Linked DNA regions of Mus musculus: region 1 is linked to region 2. A link is a contact called in public HiChIP or PLAC-seq data. All regions are on one chromosome and are shown on one strand. Each heading gives the region's core, a stretch centred on a gene start, on an enhancer-like site or on the middle of the called end of the contact. The rest is flanking DNA. Distances are from core to core; before and after follow the strand shown.

Region 1 (4,191 bases), core at 1,595-4,094, 95 kb after region 2:
CCCCAGTTCTTTGTTGATCCAGATTTTTGCCTAGAAAACATCTTCCAGAAACATCTCTCATAAGATTATTTGAGGATATTGGTGTTTCTTACTTTAGCTGTCTGCTGGGCGCTTTATATTGTCTTGATCCTAATGCTGTGATGCCTAAGGAAGGAGTCTGTGCTTAGGGCTTTGCACACTGCACGAACAAGAGCTCAGGATGTGAGAAGAGGGAGAAAAGGGCATCCCGAGAGAAGATCCAGTTTATTGAAGAAGAAACCAAGTCCCGGGTGTGGTGTCATTCTTCACCTGGCCTTTCCTGTTGTTGCTTAGACCCTAGTAGGGACAATAAGTTGCTGTGTTTTGTTTTCTCTAATCCAGCTCAAGCAACATAACAGAAATGAAAATGCCAACAAGTAACATCCAACAAACCCTCACTTTGTGAACTGGGTTGTTCAATAATGTTTATGTCTTAATCCATTTGGATCAGACGTCCTTTGACAGGATAGTCTATGTGGAGTGGCAGGTGTCAGGCATGGGACACCCCTCACAACAGATGGTCTCTCGGTAAGTCAGACTTCTCTCTTGGGTCACAAGAGCATAGAAATGCCTACACCCCATGTTTGAGAGCCAATGTTCCGATGTCTCTAACCACAGCTTTGTATCATCAGAATATCTCATTAATAATGAATTTCCAACCTCCCTCCTTTGGAATTATCTCAAGATTAAAAACATGAGTTTCATAATGGTGTATGGATATGAGCATTGCCACTATTTTAACTTTTTACAAACTATCTCAATATTAAAAAAAATATTAAAAATCTTCCTCCAAACTAGATAATTATAAACAAGAACACCTGCCACATTGTATAAAAATACACAGAAGTGAAAAGAAATTTCATATTATCGCCTCACTGATCATATCTTTGGGGCATTATATAAATTATATCAAATCTAAATATAACTCTCTTCCCCCATCCCCCACAGTTTAATGAGTATCTGATATTCTGTTTTGAACAACAGAAACAAATGGCCTGGCAGTTTTTAGAAACATCTTTCCACCAGCAAAGGGAAGGCTTCATAAAGCCTTAAAATTACATGCAGTTTTGGAAACAATAGAGAATGTGGAAAACTTTGAAAGCCATGACTAAGATGTCTTTTTGAGGACAGGAACCTAAAGCTGGTTGATGAGAATTCTATCACTGGCATGCCCTCGCTTAACCTTGAAAATAATAAAAGAAACAGTGTCCCAGAGCTGCTTCTACAATTCAACACCCCCGACTTGTACACTGGGGAGTAGCTCTGAGCCTGCACACTGGCCACACCAGATACCTACTTATGTGACTGCACACACTTCTGACAGCTTTCATGTTTCCTTGTGTGAGAAATGTTTAAGTCTGTGCCATTGATATCGAGACACTACGAGGTATAAAGTAAGAAGGCAAACAGTAATATCAAGAAATTTATAATATCCATATCTCTCGGGTCCTGAGAACACCATGTTTACCCCCATGTCTGAGGGCTAATGTTTCGATGTCACTGCCTCGCGCTACATCATCAGAATATCTCACTAATAATGAGTTTTCAACCCCCTCCCTAGAAATTATCTCAATACAATAACATTAATTTCATAATGATGTGCAGAGACTAGCATTGCCTCAAAAATAAGTGATTTTATCACGCATATTAATATTGAATTCACCACAGTCAAGGGAACAAAATATAAGCCAGTAAGGATGGTACGTTTTCAGAACCAAACTTCAATGGGGAAATGAAAAAATAAATTTTATTTCCCTTTGTGTATCAGAAGCTTCAGGAACAGACAATTTCCTGAATTTCCTGTGTTTGATGAGCCCACTGTGAGGGAAACTTAAATCATTTGAGGTCCTCTCCCCAAACTGCCAGGAAGTTAATTTGGAAAGCACATACTGTTTCTATCTTAGTCCAAGAGTCCCCGGAAGCAGCAAGTGACTTGCCCCCTTAACGACACCTCTCTGATGGCTTTAGAATCAGGCTTGTTCCCTTTTTCTCTCTCCTGGCATTGAGGTGGATGGAGGATAGAGAGGAAAGAAAGAGTATGAGATGCATAGACGTGGCTTTGATCTCTGCGCTGCTGCTGCTGCTGCTGCTGGGCTGTCCTTCCAGCCTTCCAACCCTCCTGGTTCCTGCCAAGACCTGTGTCTGCCTTGCGGAGTTGGTATGAGAACAAGCCATCAAAGATACCAAGGGCCCAACTGGCAATCCAAAATGGAAAGTGTGTAGAGTAAAGGCAGGCCTTGGAAGCAGGCAGGAGACAGGACCTCATCGGCTGGGTGGTTCTTTGACTAGGTGCTAGATCGAATGGTTCATAAATTCTTTGCCCCCTCAGTTGGGGGCCAAAGGGCTGAAGGTGGGAGAGGGATGCGTGTTTTCTGAAGAGATATGATGAACCAAGTACTTGAACGATGTTTAAGAGCAAAGACTGCAGCTTTCAGACCAGGCCGGGACATTTGAGCGGAACTCTGAGCCAGGACGTGACACTGTGGTTCCAGGGGCTACCCTTGAGAAAGTATACTTCAGGTGTTTATTGAGTGACTGTGTTGAGTTTTCATGATGGTGGCAACTCTATGGCAGTTTAGGGCTTGCATCCCCACCCAGTAAGCCCCAGTCCCTGCTAGCAAACCACGTAGAGCTAAGAAATAAAGACTATATGCTCCCGGGTGGTTAGCCAGGCCTGTTTTTCCAGCCCCTGCAAACGTGAGGACTAGCTGGGGCTCTGGATAAGTAATCTTGCTAGCTCAGAAAACAGATGAGGAAGATGTGGGCCACCACATAGCAATCAGGAGTTCCTCTGGGCGGGACAGGAAATTACATGTGCCCCTGCCTTGTATTGGCACCAACCCCCTGCAGAGCCATAGTAGGGGTGGCATCAGCATGAGCGTGTGACCAGACACTGGGCCCAGTGGGGCAGCAAAACCGACTGACAGGTCAACACCCACATGTTCTGGCTGAAACAACTCAGGGCGGGCATAATTGTACATAATAGAGCTAAAATATAATTACCTCATTAAAATGGGTTACTAAATCTCATTGTCCCCGAGTGCGAAGAAGGCAGGCACACGTGTGAAAGTGCAGGAAGACGTACACCGAATGGCTGTGAGCAGGAGGGGTCTGAGAGTGCCTGCCAGTGTCACCCAGGTGGCACCGAGGTGGCAAGAGACCCTGGCTCCTCTCAGTCGGGCGGTGTGTGAAATCCGGATCTCATCTTCATTTGGGGAACCTTAGCTGTTGTTCGGGGGAACCTTAGCTGTTGTTCGGGGGACCTGTGTTCTGTCTCTTATTTCCACGATTTGCCCAGACATGGTCACTCCATCCTGCTGTGACGAACTGGCTGTGGCACTGATGGTGACAGAACTCAGAACTGGAACTGGAACTAGGGAAATCTAAGGATCAGAGCGTGGCTCTTCCAGCAGAACTATGCTTGCACTCTGTAAAGTGACTCATGGAAGCGACTGCCTCCCTCCCTGCACAGGACTCAGGCTTTGCTTGGGTGCAGCCCATGGTCCCAGCATGACCCCCTTCGCAGATCATTTCATACTCAACCAGAGAGAATGCCATCGCTCTTACGAGGAGCTCCCCAAATAGGAAAAGCTCTGTTGCTTGCTTCTTTTGGAAGGCTTTGAAATACAAGATTCCTGATGGGACTCCAGCCATTCATACTGCCTCAAGATGCGCATGCACGTGGCCAGGCCTCACCTTGTGAGTTCTCCAACTGGAGAGCAGTCTGACAATTAGCACAAGGCAGTCGGGAAGGAGCAAAGCCAGCTTGTGTCTCTGAGCCCTCACCCACTAAAGTGTCGAGACTAATGAGGCATTTCCCACCCCCCACTAGAAAGCAGATAAATGTTAACTGATGTCATGAAGTGTTACTAACAAGACTCAAAACACGAAGAATGTTGATTGTAGGCATGGCTTAGGCAAGGGGATGGAGAGAGAACAGTCAAAAAGGCGAGAAACAAGAGGATGCATACGCCAGCTTCAACTCACCACACAGAACCCTGACTGTGGTCCATGGCCTTGAAAAGTAGGAAACATCGAGCCCAAGGGGAAGGTTAATTGCTCACCACAGGCCCACTAGCTTTCTTGACATCTCTACTGGATGTCCCTGATGTTTAGTGGTAGCGTTCGCTTCTGGGCCAGATCTGTTTCTATGCATGAATCAATGCTGCTCAT
Region 2 (4,501 bases), core at 840-3,339:
GTTCTATCAGAACTGCAACCTTGAGAGAACGTGGGTTTCAAAATAAGTTTCAAGCCTTTTAGGTTCTGAACTAATTTTTGATGGGGCCCAGGACATGCAATCCCAAAATACTTCAAGCTGAAAGAATTTGAGAAAACAGCAGAAGCAGGAAGGTCATTCTGACCTTCCTTCCCTCCACCCTTCTTCCCCAAGCTGATCATAAAACCTAGGAAGGATTTTTCTGACCTTCCCTGAAATAGATCGCAGACCCTTCCTTCTGAACAAGGGGCTCTTATCTCAGAAGACACAAGGCAAGGGTAGGAAATCAAACAAACCAGGGTTGCTAAAATTCCCCATTTTTTTATCATTGGATCATACACTCCCTTTGTTCAATTGTATTTCTTCAAGATTTTAGACTCTTTACCACGCTAAGCATAAAAGCAAACATGTAGCTGTTTCTTTGGCTCTTAATTTCTTTATAATGGTCCTGGTGTCACATAAAACTTGTATTTGCTTTTCTCTTGTTAATCTGCCTTTGTTATACACAAAGCTGCAGCCATAGATCTAGATATTTTTTTCCTTTCCAACACTGTGGGTAACAGGCATGCTGTTTCAACACTAGGACTCAATTCTTAGAACAATTTATCCTTTATCCCTCTGTATAATCTTAGACTTGGCCTAGAATCACCCATGGGGGTGAACTTCCTTTTTGTAAGAACAAAACTCTGGGGGCTCTCAGTTGACCAAATAAACTTTGCATCTAGAACTATGGTTCTCACATCAGTGGTGCTGGGCTAAGTGGGGCAAGGGAGCCCTCTGAACAGATTTAGTGATGAGCCATGCCAGAATGCTTTGGGATACAGGATTTGAATGAGAGGAGACAGCAGCTTTCCTATTCATATCGCAGACCTGTACAGACAACACAAAGGGCAATGGCATGAAAGAATTTCTTAATGGCCTGTGTCTCAGTTTCATTTCCTGTTGCTGTGATAGAATACCTTGAGAAAAATCGACTTAAAGGAGAAAATACCTATTTGACTCACAATTCCAGGTTATGGTCCATTGCCAAGGAGGTCAAGGTAAGAGGTACTTGAGGCAGCTGGTCATAGCACACTTTCGTGCTTGCTGGTGCTCAGGTAGCTCTTCTCACACAGTTCAAAATAGCCTTCCTAGGGAATGGAGCCGCCCACGGTGAAAGTCTTCCCACACCAATTAGCATAATCAAGATAATCTATAGACACAACCACAGTCTAACCAAATCTAGATACTCCTTCACTGTTATTCTCTTCCAGGGTTTTCTGAGACTGGGTCAACCTAATAATCCACACTAGCCATCATAGTTTGGGATAGTGGTCCCCTAGGAGAGAAACTTTGAGATCTTCTAACAATGCTGGAATGTTTAGGATGTGAGGGAAACAGGGAAAGGAAGAGAGGGTTCAAGTCTGGAGATAATCATAGCCTTAGGTTGTTTGGACGCTGCTTCCAAGTAAGCCGAATGACATTGTATCATCTGTCCTTCTTTGCCATTTGACTTTGCCTTAGAACGAAATCCAGACAGCGAGTTTTGATAAGCATCCGCCCTACACCTTTCTCTCCCTAGGAAAATATATTAGAAAGAAGTGTGTTTCCCTGCATCCCAGAATGCAGAGTCCAGAAGAGACCAGGATAACCACAGGGAGGGAGGAGGGGGATGAGCTCCAGCGGGTGTGGGGATCGGCTACAGTGTTTGTGGGCTGCTGTTTAAACTGCAGGAAATATTGTAACTGCGAAGAATTAACTTGTATGAATAAAGCAGTGAGTTCTCTCCACCCCACCCCACCCCACCCCGCCCTCCAAATGTTTAAGTCTTCCTACACAGGTGCACACGGGTATATGCACACATATAATCTCCTGTGTGGGCACACAGTAAAAGCACACCTGAAGATTGGACATTCCCATCCTCATGACTGCCAGGAGGCTGACTGTGGTCTCCTCCCACTAAATAAGCAGGATGAGCAGAGAGGCCTCCTCTGAGGTCTTGGATGTATTTTGGTCAAAGGCATGGAAGGGTTGAGGCTGTTTTGCTGACTCCCACAGGAAGTGGTGGGCTGAACCCAGCTACAGGCTTTCCTGTGTGAGGTAAATTGGCCCATTGTGCGTAAAAACGTTCTTATCTGATGAAGGGCTGAACTGGCCTGCAACTGAGGAAGGGTACTGGGTCTCTGAGTCACCTCCCCCACCTCCAGCTCTTGTTCTCTAAACCCATTTTCATGTTTGGCAGCCACTCAGGGCTCTGGAGTTCTTTCTAGTTCCGTTACATGGCTTTGTGGTTTTGATTGGGGAATTGCAACAGACTACAGAATGGGCATGGTTACCCTTCCTTGCCTCTCCTCTGGGAAGAAATGCACTTAATTGTTAAACTTTTATGCTTATATTAGAAGTGACACCGTGTGCAACCTTTTAAAAAGGCCCTTTGTAGCCTACTTATTCTTTAAAGCTGCCTTAGCTCTTTAAACGTATTAGTATGAAACAATTAAAACACCTTCACCAAGCGCAGTTTGTTTTGTAGGAAGAACGATGGAGCTGATGACCGGTTATCTGGCTCCTGAGTCCTGGTTCAGCATTTAACCAGCGCTGTGATTTTTCTTTTTCTTGAAGTTTCCGGTGTTAGCGTTCTCATGGGACAACATTAAATTAGGTTGCCTTCTGGGTACCTGCCTGTTGTGTGGGACTGTCTTCGAAGCCAAGCAGCCACCATCTTGGGGAGCTAGGGTATCCCAGCTGGGTTTGTTAGCTGTTTAGACATCATCATGGATGGGTAGGGAGGGTCACTAGGTATTACCACCTAGTACCATCTGCTGTATGAAACTTTGGTCTCAGGGAGAAGCTAAAGCAGTCAGACTGGAGACGACAATGGACAATGGTCTCCATCTATGAGTCATGGGGAGCTCTCTTCCTTACAGGGTGAGAGCTTTCCTCACGTTTCCCCTTGGGCAGAGAAGCACCCACAGCCCTATAAGGAAACCCTCACCTACTCTCTGTCTGGAAGCCCATGAAGCTCATTGGCTCCTATAAGCAAACCTTAGTGGAATTGTGCCTCCATTCATCATTGGGACCTCAGGAGGTGGAGTAAATGTTCATGATTTCCCATTTGGTACCACGTTTGTCACAGAGAAAAAAAAAAAAAAAAAAAAAACTAACATAGATTCTTAACCTGAATGGGAAGGGAAATCAGAGCAAACTTCTTTGGGTCCTTGTTTCTATTTAATGAAAAATTAAAGTACACTTCAGCTTAATGGCATCATTTTATTAATAACTCATATACAGCAGGGGCATGAATATCGGAGTGGTTCACGGTATGAAGCCATCAGTGTGCGCAGGATCGCCGATGGCTGAAGGAGGCTCTGCTCTGACTGTAGATGGCAAGGGGCCAGAGTGGAGAGTCGTGAAGACTTCTGCTTAGCTGTATGATGTAGAAATGGTCCGAGCCTTGCTTTCTCTAATTACAAAGCAGGGTGAACTTTAAATCTGGCAGGGACAAGCCAACAGCTCTGTGTCTCAGCAGCAGGTGCTGTCTGTCTGCTCCCCTCCACTGAGCATACTGAGCATGCGCTAGGCTATTTTGACAAGTCACTCATTTCTCCCTGAATTATAGCTGACTCTGGAAACATGCTCAGTCGTGGATATGAACAGAAAAGAACAGACTCCTTCGGGTAATTTTTAAAAACATTTCAATAAGCCCCCCTCATCAAATGGGTTTTTAGAAAGTCGTGTCTCTTGAGTCTGCCTCTTCCAAGAGGGGCTACAAGTTTTTCCATGATAAACATGCCCCGCTCAGGGCAGAGACCTAGAGGAACTTGCCTCTCTTGTGATCCTGGGAATTTTATTTATTCATTACTAATTTACATCAATGGGAGGGGAGGCCTGTGGAGTTTGATGCCCCAGTGTAGGGGGATGCTGGAGGGGTGGAGAGGGTACATGGGTGGGGGAGCACCCTCATAGAGGCAAAGGGAAGGGAGGAGAGGGAGGTTGTGGGGCGAGGACCTTGTGGAAGTGGGATATTGTGTGAGATGTAAGTGAATGGAATGATTAATAAATAAAATAAAATACTTTTAAATGGGAAATATTTTTAAACTTAGATAACTCTAAATAAAATTAGTGCAAACACACCTGCAACCCCTTATTCATATGCTTTCTTACTTGTGATCTGCCTGTCTGTCCACCTGCCTATCTTTCTAACCTGTCTGTCTGTCTATCTATCTATCTATCTATCTATCTATCTATCTATCTATCCATCCATCTTTTCTCTCTTTCTTTCTTTCTTTCTTTCTTTCTTTCTTTCTTTCTTTCTTTCTTTCTTTCTTTCTTTCTCTCTTCTTTTCCTTCCTTCCTTCCTTCCTTCTTTCCTTCCTTCCTTCCTCCCTCCCCTCCCCGTTGTCTCTCTCTCTCTCTCTCTCTCTCTCTCTCTCTTTCTTTCTTTCTTTCTTTCCATCTATCCATTCTCTAGCTATCTATTGAAGACAGTTACTTAGTTTTTTTTTTT

What was found. HiChIP or PLAC-seq counts read pairs in DNA pulled down with a chosen protein or histone mark.
Region 1: a contact with region 2 is called in an H3K27ac HiChIP or PLAC-seq map of the HPC-7 cell line, with 5 times the contacts expected there. The contact joins two enhancer-like sites. A contact is called at or near these places in 1 of 15 datasets of contacts at CTCF or cohesin (CD8 T cells), 3 of 484 Hi-C or Micro-C datasets (CD8 T cells, double positive thymocytes and nephron progenitors) and 1 of 115 datasets of contacts at active chromatin or transcription factors (the HPC-7 cell line).

The regions. Positions count from the first base shown.
Region 1 is chr3:52,970,312-52,974,502 of GRCm38.p6, forward strand. No RefSeq gene overlaps it. Among named protein-coding and RNA genes, the nearest start is that of Gm30402, 15 kb to the left of the region's middle. Within about 2 kb of position 2,845, at least 21 of the 459 cell types and tissues checked have an H3K27ac peak or open chromatin away from gene starts, as enhancers often do. A contact at or near this core is called in the HPC-7 cell line, where this site is marked.
Region 2 is chr3:52,876,417-52,880,917 of GRCm38.p6, forward strand. No RefSeq gene overlaps it. Among named protein-coding and RNA genes, the nearest start is that of Gm20750, 49 kb to the right of the region's middle. Within about 2 kb of position 2,090, at least 81 of the 459 cell types and tissues checked have an H3K27ac peak or open chromatin away from gene starts, as enhancers often do. A contact at or near this core is called in the HPC-7 cell line, where this site is marked.